Regions from separate parts of the Mus musculus genome. Here region 2 is linked to region 1. The links are chromatin contacts, called in public HiChIP or PLAC-seq maps. All regions are on one chromosome and are shown on one strand. The core of a region is the stretch at or near the end of the contact, and the rest is flanking DNA. Distances in the headings are between cores, read along the strand shown.

Evidence for each region. HiChIP or PLAC-seq counts read pairs in DNA pulled down with a chosen protein or histone mark.
Region 2: a FOXA1 HiChIP or PLAC-seq map of pancreatic cancer cells shows a contact between it and region 1. The contact joins two enhancer-like sites. A contact is called at or near these places in 1 of 115 datasets of contacts at active chromatin or transcription factors (pancreatic cancer cells) and 1 of 9 other capture datasets (pancreatic islet).

Annotation. Positions count from the first base shown.
Region 1 is chr11:51,941,791-51,948,944 of GRCm38.p6, reverse strand. No RefSeq gene overlaps it. Among named protein-coding and RNA genes, the nearest start is that of Gm26061, 19 kb to the left of the region's middle. Within about 2 kb of position 3,169, at least 66 of the 459 cell types and tissues checked have an H3K27ac peak or open chromatin away from gene starts, as enhancers often do. A contact at or near this core is called in pancreatic cancer cells, where this site is marked.
Region 2 is chr11:52,258,209-52,265,362 of GRCm38.p6, reverse strand. It overlaps Tcf7 (transcription factor 7, T cell specific), which reads left to right. Exons shown (of 11, transcript NM_001313981.1): 4 at 3,739-3,850; 5 at 4,742-4,832; 6 at 6,418-6,510. Among named protein-coding and RNA genes, the nearest start is that of Tcf7, 21 kb to the left of the region's middle. Within about 2 kb of position 3,207, at least 60 of the 459 cell types and tissues checked have an H3K27ac peak or open chromatin away from gene starts, as enhancers often do. A contact at or near this core is called in pancreatic cancer cells, where this site is marked.

The DNA.
Region 1 (7,154 bases), core at 1,920-4,419:
TTGAAAGCTTCTCCCTTCCTTCCTTCTTTCCTTCCTTCCTTCCTTCCTTCCTTCCTTCCTTCCTTTCTTTCTTTCTCTCTCTTTTTCTTTTTTTTTTTAACAAGGTTTCATGTAGCCCAAGATGACCTCAGACTACCTTAAGTAGCCCAGGATAACCTTGACCTTCCTGTCCTCTTGCATCCATCTCCAGAGTATCAGGATTACAGACCTGAACCGCTGCCTAGTTTATGAGGTGCTGGGAATGCAGCCCTGGGCTTCATGCTGAGGACCCGCTGAGCCATATCCCTGCTTCTCAGCCAGAACTTCTTCAACCTCAGTTTGCACTCACATCAAGGCCATCATTGCCAGGCCCTGCTGGGCAATAACTCTCCTTACAGTCAGCAAAGCTCTTCTTTTCTCTTCTCTCCTTTCCCTCTCCCTTTCCCTCTCCCTCTCCCTCTCCCTCTCCCTCTCCCTCCCCCTCCCCCCTCCCCTCCCCCTCCCCCTCCCTCTCTCTCTCTCTCCCCCCCCCAGGAGAGTCTCACTATGTAGCCCACTGTCCTGGAACTCACTCTGTAGACCAGGCTGGCCTCAATCTCACAGAGATCCACCTGCCTCTGCTTCCTGAGTGCTAGGATTAAATGCTCACACCACCACACCCATCCTGAGTGCTGGGATTAAGTGCTCACACCACCACATCTATCCTGTAGCAAAGCTTTCCTCTGATTCATCCGAGCAGATGTTTTCTTCTGGGCAGAGTGCAGACACTCACGGCATTACTGACAGCATTAGTAAAGCACACGGCCTTCTGGACAACAGCAACAAAGCCCAACAGCGGCTTCCACCTGGGAAGAGGAGGAACAGAAACCTTGAGAAGGGCTTGGGGATGGGAGTAAGGAGAAGACCCAGGTCCTGTAGAGTCCCTTCCAGGTCCCTGCTCCCATGCCTTGTCTGCCACCGGAGTCCCTTTGGTCACTTGACTCTAGAATTATATAGAACTTTTTTTTTTCTATTTTTGACGGGGTCTTGTTCTTCAGCTAGGTTGACTTTGAACTCTCTGTACGTGTAGGTAGGCCATACTGGCCTGGAATTCCAAGTCTTTCTACCTCAGGCTCCCCAGCGATGACATCATCCCAGGCACGCTGTGCTCAGCACAAGGGCGTTTCATCAGTTGTTCCTTACACCTTGTGCTGAGGGCTCAGAGTTTCAGGAACACCGTTGCCTTGTGTGCCATGGTGTCTACTGCAGTTTGGAGCCTAGAGAAGAAGAGGAGGGAGAGGAGCACTGGGAAAGGAGGCCAACATGCAGAGCCCAGCTCAGGGCACTTGCTGGAGAGCAAGCGAAGCCAATGTCAAGGCTACAACAATGGCTTCAGTTTCCTGCAGGCAACAGCGAGTGACCCAAGGCTTTTGACAAAGCAGTCTGTGCTTCAAGAAAGTTCTCCTGGGCCAGATGCTGGGTTCAGATGGCCGAGACTGAATTGGGTGGGGCAATTAGATAAAGGGGCTCCCTAACTAGGCAGTTCACAGGGCTACTTTTTTTGTCGTTTTGTTTTGTTTCTGAGACGGGGTTCCATGGAACTCTGGCTGTCATGGAACTTGCTCTGTAGACTAGGCTGGCCTTGAACTCAGAGATCTGACTGCTTCTACCTAGGATTAAAGGTATGCACCACCACCACCAGATGCTCACGGGGCTTTTAAAGATCCAGATCATGGGGCAGGGGAGAGGTAGCTCAGCTGGCAAAGTGTTTGCTGAGAGCAAGCATGGGGAGCCCTGGGGAGTCTGATTTCTAATATCCATGTGAGAAAAGCCAGGTGTGTTGGTTGGTGGATGCTTATAAAGCGTAGGGAGGTAGAGTTAAGAGGATCCCTGGGGCTCCTGGCCTAACCAGCGGACCCAGAGAGAGAAGCTATCACAAAAACACAAGGTGGGTGGTTCCTAAGAATGACACCCCCCCACACACACAGGTACACACATGCATGTGCACCTGCATGCACTAATGTGTGCCCTGATGTCAGTACATGCACACACACACACACACACTCACACGTTTGAGACAAGGTCTCACAATGTTGCCTTGGCTGACCTGGAACTTGCTTTGTGGTCTCTAACTCATGCAGACCAGGTTAGTCCTAACTAATAGAGCTCTGTCTGTGTCTCCCGAGGTGCATACCACCACATCTGCCTGGTGCTCCTTTGAGATTTTCTTACAGGTGGTCTGGAGGTGAGACTAGGAATCTGCATTTTTGAAACATCTCATTTCAAATACAGGGACTGACTCTGGAAGGGAAAACGGGTGCCTTTCCTGTGCGAGGAGGTAGGAGAAAATCATATGTGGGATAAGATGATGGGGAGAGACATTGAGGAGGGTGACAAAGGGGACCTCGAATCTGTGGGCACCTTTCCCACTCATTGTCAAGAGTGTCTAGAGCTGAAAAAGGAGCCTATAGTTCGGCTCTCTGGAGTTCCTTACACACAGTCCTCATCCCCAGGAGGTAGTGAGGGTGGAGGCTCACAGCTCACACTCTGCAGTGCAGCAGCTGGATTGCAATGCTTGTCTGTGTGTGAGCGAGCGAGTCACCTGTACCAACAGCAGACTCCTCCCCACACAATGCAAAGTCTCCAAGCTGTTAGCTTCATCTGGCTTTTGCGAGGATACCATGCAATGCCACACTGGAGGCTGGGCACTGTGCCTGACCCATCGAGCATCCTACATGGGAGTGCTAGGCGTAATTCTGAGAAATGTGTCATGGCAGAAGCCAGAGATCCATGTCTATGTTGTTCAGCACTAGGAGACAAGTCTCAGGAAAGCAGAAAGCACCAACCCTTTCACTTGTTCTCCACCTGTGCAGCTTTCCCTAGGTGTAAGTTTGGTGACTCCTCTGCCTTTGATTTCTAGGACTTGAAGAGAAATGACAATCCCTTGCTGCTGCATGTAATTGGTGAGAAGCACACAGACCTGGAATTATAATTATGACGTTTTAAATGCCAAGCTCTTCAGAAGTCTGACTTTGCCCTTGCTGTCACCCTGAACCCAAACCCTGCCTCCCACACCCTGAGCATGCCCCCGAGTCTCTCGGCCAAGCTTCACCTGGGAAATCTGAGTGACAGGTGACATGCAGGCAGCTGGAAGACGCACAGTAAACGGAGCCTACGATGAGCTCAGAAGAGGTGAGTTGATGATCTGCTATTTATAGCCCCACTAAGAGGCTCTGGCCGCCAGCTCCATGTGAGGCTGGGTGGAAATGATGCCTTAGCAGGCTGAGAGCACAAAATGAAATTGGTGATTCATGGGCAGCCGCCAGTTGAAATACAAACAGGCTCCTGCTTCTCCAGCTGCCCCCACCCCCACCCCCATTCTTTCACACCCATCGGGAGTTCTGAGAATGGTTGCAAGCCTGCTACAACCTAGGCTGCCTGTGTCAGCCTCTGCAGACAGTACTGGGATGGCTCTGCTGACCTCAGCCCCATCCCCTCCTAAGGCTGGGGCTAGAACCTGGATCTAAATTAAGAGGTCATCTGAGAAGGACAAGGCAAGGAAAACAGACAGAAAGGCTCCTGTCTGCTGTCCCCTCAGGTGACACAGACTACAGAGCAGCTTCTGTAGACCCCTGTAAATGTGGAATGTGCACACATGTTCTCCAGTTCCACAGCCCAGAGCCTGTCACCTGAAATAGCTGTTGTTTACTGCCCTTGGTGATATCTCCCTCCCAAGCCAATGTTCTCCAGGAGCCCCTCTCACTACTTCTCTTATCCAAGGTGAGGCTGCTTTGGAGGACTCTCCTTCCCCTGCAGCCAAGATAGCATTCAAAGGACCAGGATAAGGAGTCACAAACCAAACCCAGAAGGCAGATGGATCACCCCAGAGCTAGGAAAGGAAGGCTGGACTTGTGGAGTTCAGCTCTCTGGAGGCTGAAGCCAGAGAAGCACCATGCTTTCCAGGTCAACCTGGGCTGGAGTGAGACCATGCTTCAAAGAAAAGTTGGAGGGTTAGAGAGATGGATCAGCAGTTAAGAGCACTCGCTGTTCACCCAGGCGGTCTGATTTCAATTCCCAGAATCCACAGGGCAGCTCAGAACCATCCACAGTTCCAGGTGACTGCTGACCTCCACAGGCAGGAGGATCTCTGAATTCAAGGCCAGCCTGGACAATAAGCAACCCTCCCCCCCCCCCAAAAAAAAAACCCAAAAATTAAAAAGAAAGAAAAAATAAAAAATAGACTTGAACAACTAGACTTTTGAGTATTTATAATTTTTGTTGATTGTATCTACAAGGTGAAAGTAAATTCTTTTTTTTCCTTTTCACTCTTGTTGTTGTTGTTGTTCTCCTCCTCCTTTCTTTTCTTTTTTCTTTTTTTTTTTTTTTTTGTGATTTGAGACAGAATTTTCCTGTATATCTCTGGCTGTCCTGGAACTTGTTTTGTAAACCAGGCTGGCTGGCTTTGGACTCAGAGACCTGCCTGCCTGCCTGAGTATTATGACTAAAGACGTCACCATTGCTGAGCTCTAACTTTTCTTTAGAAAAAAAAAAAAAAAAAAAAAAACCCATTCTATTCCAACTACCCAGAAAGCTGAGGTTGGAAGATCACAAGTTCAAGGCCAGACTGGGCAAGTTAATGTGATTCTGTCAGTTTCTTCATGGAGACACTGGGAACCATGGGAAACCTATCGTATGGGGGTGTGATAAAGAGAAAACGAGGCAACATCTGGGGTTGGTGTGACAGCCCCATGGGAAGAGCACTGGCCATACAGACATGAGGCTCTGAGTGTGAATCCTCAGGACCCCGATTAAAAACTGGGGTGATTGCATGTGCCTGTAACCCAGAGCTATGAGGCGAGGGGGGGGGAGGGAGGGAGGAAGGGAGGGAGGGAGAGGTTTATGGGACCTGCTGGCTGTTGGTATTACTGAAAAGAATAAGCTACAGGTTCAGTGGGAGAGCCAGTCTCAAGCTAGAGAATGATCAAATAAGGTACCTGATGCTGTCCTGTGTGTCCTGTGCGCACGCGCACGCACACACGCACACACGCGCACACACACACACACACACATAAACACATACACACACACACTCATACAGACATCCACACAGAGACACATACATTAACATTTGTGAGCTGGGATTGTCTAGCACAGGGTCAGGCTTTGTCATGATGAAATCCTAAGGCTTCAGCAGAGACCTGAGCTCTATGCCAGGCTATCCGACATACTGGCCCTTTCTTGGTATGTCCTTGGCTTTGCATAGGAACCAAGTCCCTCAGGGCCGTTCTCTTATCTGGGGCTGGCAACCTGACTCTTCTGTTCCCCTGGGACCTGGGTAGCTTCTACTGTTCCCACGAGGCTTCCAGGGGCTCCCTGAGTTCTGTAGGCAACACAACAGCAGGCAGCAGAGGACCTGCAGAGTGGCAGGAGAAGTCCACCCCACCTCTAGCTGGGTACACAGCACGAACTGCTGATTCACGGACGCTCGTGAGGCCCGGGCTGCATGTACATCCTCTCATCTCCAGCTGTCGGCCGAAGCGTAATTGTAGCTGTCACTTTGGCAGCAAGATGCTGTGATGTGTCCTAATACAACTGCCTCTGCTCCACAGCTCCTGCGAGGTGGGAGGGATCTGCAGCTGCTCCCATGGAGAGCTGGAAATCAATCTGCATGAGATTTGTCCAGGTGCAGTCCCAGGGGCAGTGCGAGCCCCCAGGGAGAGGCCCTGTGCTTGAACCAGCTGGGCGCTGCCTGCGTCAGCATCTTCCGTAATGCGGTCCTGATGGCATCCATTAATGAGAGACAGGCTGCCATTGGAGGGAGGCATTTTTTGGCAACTCTGAGAAGCTGGAAAGCAGCCTTTAGACAATGCATGAGTTGGACTCCAGGGTGAATGGATAGTTAGACAGTGGTGGAGGGAGATAGCGCCAGAGACATAGCTGGGACCAAATTGAGAGGCAAGGAAGCTGAGGGCCAGACCTGCAGCTTGGACTGAATCCTGGAAGCAATTGAGAGTCTCTGGGGGCCTTATAGGAGGGAGTGAAGTGGTCAGATGATGTGGGGCGGGGGTGGGGGGAGGTCTGAGCATCTTTGGGAGTGTCTGTGAGTACAAGATTCACCCTCCACACACATTTGGCAGGAAAAAGCTCATTCCTCTCTGGAGCACCGTTCCCCGACTTAGGAGGTGATGGAGGCTCTGTGCTTGGTGGGCCATTGCAGCAGGGATCTGGCCTCATGCCAGCAGAGAGAACAGGCCAGCAAGGGGAAGCTCTGGGCCCATACCTTCTTTCTTTCCTGTCTGCTTTGACCAGGAGGAGTTTGGGAACAAAGTATCTACGTTCAGAGATTCCAAATGTGGGTAGGGGCTGCAAGACACAAAGGTGGAGAGAGGAGTCTGGGGCTGTGGATGGTCTCACTGCTGTGGGTAGAGCTAACTTCTCAAGTTGCTACCCACAAGGAAAACAGCGGAGGGGTTGGGGATATGGTTGGTAGGATTCTTAGCTATCATGAAGCCCCGCACAAAGTGGACATGGACATCAAGAAACAGGAGGATCAGAAGTTCAAAGATCACCCTTAACTAGGAGGCCAGCCTAGGCTACATGAGACCTAGTCATCAAAAACAGAGAGAGGGATGTCGCTAGGAGATAGTTCAGCTCTTAAGAATGTTTGCTGCCCTCTCAGAGGACCTGAGTTTGGTTCCCAGCACCCACATTGGCCGTTCACAACGGTGAGTCCAGCTCCAGAGAATCCCATGTCTGTTCTGGCCTCCTTGGGCACCTGCACACAGGTCGGCACCTGCACACAGGTGGGCACCTGCACACAGGTCGGCACCTGCACACAGGTGGGCACCTGCACACAGGTCGGCACCTGCACACAGGTCGGCACCTGCACACAGGTCGGCACCTGCACACAGGTGGGCACCTGCACACAGGTCGGCACCTGCACACAGGTCGGCACCTGCACACAGGTCGGCACCTGCACACAGGTCGGCACCTGCACACAGGTCGGCACCTGCACACAGGTGGGCACCTGCACACAGGTCGGCACCTGCACACAGGTCGGCACCTGCACACAAGTACACAAAACCACACACAGACAGATATATACTCATACCTAAAAACCAAATGAAAATCTCTTTTAAAAATTAATTTAAGGGACTAGAGAGATGGCTCAGCGGTTAAGAGCACTGACTGCTCTT
Region 2 (7,154 bases), core at 1,958-4,457, 320 kb before region 1:
GGGCTCCAGCAAGGCGAGGAGTGGGGACGTGGAGTGGCTGATGCGGCAGAAGCACTAAGTGCAGTTGGGTCTCTACCTGCTGTATGCAGGTTTATGTCCCACTGCGTCCTTCCCCTAGTAAGGAGATGAGGGATTCTGCTGTTGAGGTGCTCAGTGCCTGGTGGGAACAGTTAACCCAGACCTGCCTCCTTCCCTTGGAGGCTAGGGACAGTCACCTGAAGGCAGATGAGGGAGGAGGGCTCAAGTCCCTGAACTTTCGGTGCAGGCACCAAGCCCTAGGCAACCCCACCCTGTTGTCTGGGAAGTCTGGCGCTGAGACAGTCTTGTACTGAAGCCCTGGAGCGGGACGTTCTGCTGGCCTAAGGGGGCAAGGAGCCTTGTGGCAGACGGTTCCCCCTGGCTAGCAGCAGGGCGAGGAGGCAGACTATGTGAGCTTGGGAAGAACTAGCCAGGACCTCTAGCTGCTGCTGGGTTCTGTGCCCCACCCAGTACTTCTGTGGTCTGTCTGCAGACTTCTGATTAATAAGGCTTTCCCCCCAAAACCAGGAAACACAGGTAGGCAGTACAGGCCCATCATCCCCAGGACCCCCAACTGCTACACACACACACACACACACACACACACACAGAGAGAGAGAGAGAGAGAGAGAGAGAGAGAGAGAGAGAGAGAGAGAAAGAAGGCAGGAGTCACACACAAACAAACACTGTAGGCAGGAGTTGTAAGCTGAGCTGGTTTTCTGAGGCGTCTTCAGGCCAGCCGGAGCTGCACTGTACCCTGGGGCTCAGGAGGCAAAGCTGGGCTTGGGGGCTTTAGGCAGTATGAGGGGTGCAGTGCGGTGAGGTCCGAGTTGCCACCAGGCTGCTTGCTACCTGCCACTGTCTTGGAATCTGTGAGGATGAAAAAGACCTTAAAGATTGTCAGGAAGCTTCCTGTCATAAAGGGCCTTAGCAGGTGCTCCTCAAAATTAGGACAAAGCTTGGTTTAAGACTGATAGGTGGGAGCCAGGCGGTGGTGGTTCACGCCTTTAGTCCCAGCACTAGGCAGAGGCAGGCGGATTTCTGAGTTCAAGGCCAGCCTGGTCTTACAGAGTGAGTTTCAGGACAGCCAGGACTATACAGAGAGACCCTGTCTTGAAAAACAAACAAACAAAAGACTGATAGGTGGGCAGGTTGTCACTCGATCCCAGGAGTTGAGAGAGGCTGCCCAGGATCTTGGCGTGCCAGGACCAGGAAATGGTCAGCACGCCTGGAGCTTCCAGGCTCCCTTCACACCATCGTATACCTCAAAACTTAACCAGTGGGACTCCTGGACACTGTAGGTGATGCTGTCGCTAGGGAGCTGGGGGTGGTCACACAGCTCTCACCAGGTAAGGAGACAGCCAGGGTGGCTTTAAGCAGTGGTGTGATCTCTGTGTCTGCTGGAACCTGGCTAGAATGCAGCTCTCTGCTCTAAAATGGCTCAGTGCTCCAGGTGAGAGTGGTGGCTCAGCCTGGTTGAGAAGGAGATAGGAAGTGGTTAGAGTTTAGACTTTGAAGGCGGACCATTAGAATCCGCTGAGAAACTGGACATGGCGTCAATGTCAGGAACCACTTGAATGTTGTCTGCTCTGAACTGTCGTTCAATTAATGGAAGAATGGAGCTGCCGGTAACTGAGGAAGTCCACAGCACACCGCAGAGTCGAAGGCTGTGATTTGAGGAAGGATACAGCTCAGTAGTAGAACACTTATGTGAGTGTCCAGCTTGGAGACATTTTAGGCCTGGAGTTGAGTAGGTATTTGGAGAGTAGAGTTCCTGGCAAAATGTGGTGTCAGGTAAGCATTGTAATATGTAATACACACCTTTAATTCTGGCACTCAAGGGGCAGAAACAGGCAGATCTCTGTTGGAGGCTCACCTGATTTTGATCTACAGAGTGACTTTCAGGACAGCCAGGGTTACATAGAAAGCAGCAGTCTCAGAAAAAAAGAAAAGAGAGTGTGGGGTCAGGAGATAGATACTGTTCTCTTTCTTGTTCAGATTGTATTTGTAATTGTGTGTGTGTGTGTGTGTGTGTGTGTGTGTTGTGGAGGCTGTCACATTTCCTGCAGCTCTAGTTACAGGCTGACATGTGCGTATAACCAGCCTCCAGCCTGAAGATGTTACAGCTGTACCCATGTGGATGGGAGAATCGACTCCAGGACTAAAGGAAGAGTGGCCTCTAAGGCTGGAGGGAAGTGAAGCAATTGGGTATTCTGAAAGTCATGTGACGGAACCTGGTTTCAAGGAAGAGAGGAGGAATCCGTTTCTTACGAGAGCACAGGGTTGGGGACATGGTGACTGACCTTGGCATTTTGGAAGTCATTGAGGATGCTAACAGGTCTTTTTGGGGCAAGAGACAGGCTAGGCCGAGGGGAGACTGAGAGCTGAGATCTGGAGTCACTGAACGAGGCTGGACCTACTAAGGGTTCTGTGGAGGGAAGAGTCATGAGGTGGTAGGTGGGAGACAGATCACAGACAGAGAGACAACAGCCTGTTTGTGCACTAGTGGCATGTGCCTGACATGTGTCCATGCATCTCACAGTTAGTCTCTCCTCCCATAGTGGACAGACATACTATGTAGCTCTGGATGCTGCTGGCTTGGAACTATGCAGACCAAGCTGGCCTTGAATTCAGAGATGCACTTGCCTCTGCCTCCTGAGCCTGGGATTTAAGGGGAGCACCAACATGTCCAGCTTCAGACGTCAACTCTTGTTATTTAAGACGTGGTGGCCTGAGATAGCCCAAGACTTGAGGGGAAGGTGCAGCTGCCTGCTGGAGGTAGGAATGCAGGGAACGATGGTAGGCCGGGATGTCTGTGGTCTACTAGAGCTGTGCCCAGCTAGAGGCCTCATGCCCACCCAGCTCTCCCTCTGGCTTTACCCCGGAGCCGCAGTAGCCTGGATCTGTGCTAGGCCATTGCCTTCCAGAAGACACCCGCAATCTGAGGGTTGTTCCGCGAAATGCCTGCAGCCAACTCGTCTGCTTTATTTCTCCTAGGCGTCCTCTTTACTGTCTTGTTCCAAGATGTCTCATTTCTTCCCTTTTTGCCGTGGTGAGCAGTCACTCAGTCCTGTGTGCTCTCAGCCAACAGCGTTTCAACAGACAAGTTTGTCTGGGTGGAAGCTGAGCCCCTGTTGTAGATATCCACAGACCTCTGGCCTGCAAGGGCATGCACACCAGGCCTGGCAGCGACTCCTTGTGGCTGAGCTGGGAGCTCTCTCGGCCTGCTGAGTCATCTCTTGACATAGAACCATTTGACTGTGAAAAGTAAGAGTCTTGCAGTGCTAAGGAAACCAGAAGAATGATATCTGGACAGACTGTCCCTGGAGGGAGCCAGGTACCTCCTGACCTCACCCAAGTCAGGGGTCAAAGAAGGTTCCTGCTCCGAGCCACACATGCTGTGGGAGCTCAGGTGGGACAGTCTGGGAGCTGTGGAAGGAAAAGGCTGCAGACAGCCATTGGGCTTCCTAGAAAGGAGGTGAGGGAGGGCTTCCAGACAGGAGAGACACCCAGTGGGACTGCATAGTCAATCTGCAAGATTGGGAGGCAGGAAAACAGTGCCACAGGACACGAGGAGTATAGAGTGCCCTCTTCCCATAAGCTTGTGATGTTTGGCTGCTAGGATGACCACAGAGCTTCCTGAAGTTCTGCATGCCCCTACCTTTGCATCCCCCTGCCCCAGAACACTCCATGTTCACCAGACTTCTGGTCATTTTCCAGCATAACAAGCCCGGCCAGCCTCCACATGGCGTCCCCCAGCTTTCTCCACTCTACGAACATTTCAGCAGTCCACACCCCACCCCTGCACCAGCGGACATCAGCCAGAAGCAAGGTATGGGCCAAGGATGGGAGAATGCCATTGAGGTGGGAACTTAGGGTCCAAGCTCCTGGCTTCTGAAGCCACATAGGCTGGCCTGCATTTTATAACAGACAAAGCTGGGACTTTGCAAACCCAGTGCCCAAGGAAAAGGTCAGAAAGGTACCAGGTGGAGAAGGCAGAGCCAAGAGGATTGGAAGTTTGAAGCCAGCCTGGGCTACACAAGAGTTCCAGACAAGCCTGGGCTACAAAACAAGATCCTGCCCTGGAGGGTTTTTTTAAAAAGTCAGAAAGGCACAAGCCTGAGGGCAGAGGAGGAAGAACCAATCAGAACGTGAGGCTGCTGGCTCTGCACTGCTGCAGCTGTAAACCTCATGGCCTTTCCCCCTAGTGAGAAAATGGAAAGTGGTGGTGGTGATGGCTGATTCACCTCAGCCTCAGCCAAAGTCATTCTGAAATCCACCATTATCAGCTGTGGGAAACCTGCTGACTCAACCCTGGGGCTGGGTGGAACCCTGCCTCCTCAGGTCAGGTTCTTCTAGGCTAGGGGCTGCCTTCTACCCAAAGAGCCAGGCAAGAGTCCTAAGCAGAGGCTCCCGAGGCCGAACAGCAGTGCATCAGGAGCCAGTGAGGCTTGACCGCTCAGTCCTTCCTTCCGAAGCTTTGCCTCTGTCCAGGCAGTGTCCTAAGGCAAGTCACTCAGCACCTCTGTCCTTGCTTTCTTTGTTTGTCAGAAGGGCATTGTTTCTACCCTAGGGTGGTTCTAAACAAACCAGCTGATATCTGGGCCTCTAGTAAAAGGAAGCGGGGGACATTAGAGGCCTCTATAGAAGGTGCAGATAGTCACTATTCCAACCTCCCACCCAGGTCAGGGTAACGTGCTTACTTTGCCCCTTTCCACTACAGGAGTTCACAGGCCGCTGCAGACCCCCGATCTCTCTGGATTTTATTCTCTGACCTCAGGCAGCATGGGACAGCTCCCCCATACTGTGAGCTGGTAAGTGTGGGCCCAGAGAAAAAGGGGCACTGTACCTGCCCTTCCGTGCTCCTCCTCTACCCAGCTCGTTGAGACCCGAGCTGCCAGCTCTGTGGCCAGCAGCTTTTGCCTTACCTAGCTCTGAGCTAGCCAGCGATCCTTGCGACTGTGAGCATTCCCCTGGGAGCTTGACATACTTCCTTTAGGGAGGTAGGAATGCTGGCTGCTGGTCTCAGCCCTATGCAGTTAATTCTCCAGGTGAGGAGGCTCAGCTGGACCTGTGCAGGGTGGGAGTGTAAACCACCACCAACGGAGAGGCTCCTGCTGCTCACAGCTGCCTGCTAGGCAGGCAGGTAACTCCCTGGTGTCCTGTGTGTTGCCAGTCCGTCCCAGCCTTGGTGGAGCTCTATGAAGAATGGTCCTTCCTGGTCTCTGGTGCTTGCTTGAGCCATACTTGTGACCAACCTACTGGAAGGGTCTACTAAGGCTGGACCAGGCCTATTGGCCAGAGTCTGTTCTCAGCTGGAATTGGGTCTCAACAGGCCACTGGCCTGCCTTTTGCTCACTGGCCACAGTGTGTCCTGAGCAGGTCTCTAACCAGCAGCAGGAAAGACGGTCTTCCCAAGAAGGCAGTGAAGGGCAGACCTTCAGCCTGGGCCTACCTGCCCTGTTCTACCTGCTTCTTATCCATGATCAGCACACTCCTCCATTTCCAGATTGTACATGTGCTGCCGAAGCAAGCACCTTCCAGAATGTTTGGGACAAGAGTTCTGTTCTGAGTACAAGTCAGCCTATCCCAGTAGCAAGGTGGGACTCAGCGTTCAGCCTAATGGTGCCAGGCCAGTGCTCTGAACAGGCAACTGTTTGGACAGCCTATTAGGCCTTAGGCCTGCAGCTCCAAAGACCAGGAAATCCGAGCCAACTGAGCCCCCAGAGAAAGGTAGCTCTATGCTCTTAGCTGCTGCCAGGTGAGACGTGGAGCATTCTCACTCTGCACTGAGCGAGCCCTGTATGTGCTGGCAAGGAATGTGTGTGCCAGAGAAACTCTGCTGGAGCTGATTGTGACTTTAGATCTCTGCTCTTTCAAAGCAAAGTCTACCCAGTGGACAAACAGGCAAGAAGCCAGGAGTTAGGATGCACTGTTAACACTGTCTTGGTTTGGAACTGTAGGAGCCCAGAGAGACACCTCATCTACTTGGGTCCCCTGGGCTTTTGAGTTGAAGTAGGGGCTGTGAAGAGATGGCTCAGCAGTTAAAGAGAACTGGCTGTTCTTCTAGAGGACCTAGGGTTTGGTTCCTAGCACCCATGTGGTGGAGTCAGTCCCTTCTTCGGAGCTCCTGGATACCAGACATGCATGTGGTGCACAGACGTACATGCAGGCCAAACATTCATGCACATTAGAAAATGGTAAAACTTAAGAGCTGGAGCAATTGGGACCGAAGAGCAATCCAGGCAGTGCAGTAGAAAGCATACAGATCTCACTTCTGAGAGAAGGCTGCCAGGTGCATGCAGCACTATGTCCGAGTCCCACCACACAAGGTGCAGACGTCCTTCCTCATGTCTGGCTAGCAGTCAGACGGCTAACAGCTGTCTCTCCCAACCACAGGCCCAGTCCTCCTCTCTACCCCCTGTCCCCTTCCTGCGGATATAGACAGCACTTCCCTGCCCCCACTGCAGCCCCTGGCGCCCCCTATCCCAGGTGAGTCCCCATCCCTGCAGCCAGGCTCCTGCTTCCTGTTGCCCAGGCTTCAATGCCCACACAGGGCTGTGTTCAGGACAGTGCTTACCCTGTGTTAGTTGTCTGTCCATCTGTCTGTCTGTAACTTTGGAGTCCCATGCTGTTCTGTGCCTGAGGATTCAACTAGAAGTCTCAGCCTAAGACACTGGGCAGAGCATCCCAGAGCAGCCAAGACAGCAATGTGTATGTGGTTAATTCAGCTCTACTGCTCACCCTTGCTAGGGCATCCTTTGAGCTCTGCCCAAGCCAAGGCAGTACCTTTTAGATAGTGCTGTCTCCTAGGGCATGCCTGCTCAGGATTCTTAGATCTCTGCAAGCAGCAAAGGACAGAGTAGTCTCCACACACTCGCAGGGAAGAGGGGTTGGGGGTGAGGATGTATATATGTGCCCCTTCCTTTAGCTCATTAGTGACAGACATAGCACTAGACATGTCATGATTAGGAGTTAGAGATACAGGAACAGCAGCAGAATGGGTCAGCTGGGCTAAAGACAAGCCTTAAGGAGACTCCAATAGGCATGATGGGTCAGAGAGGATTGTGGGTAGCGACTCCTGAAAAAGGTAAACCGAGAAGCTGGAGCTGGCTGGGGGATGGGGAGATGATTGT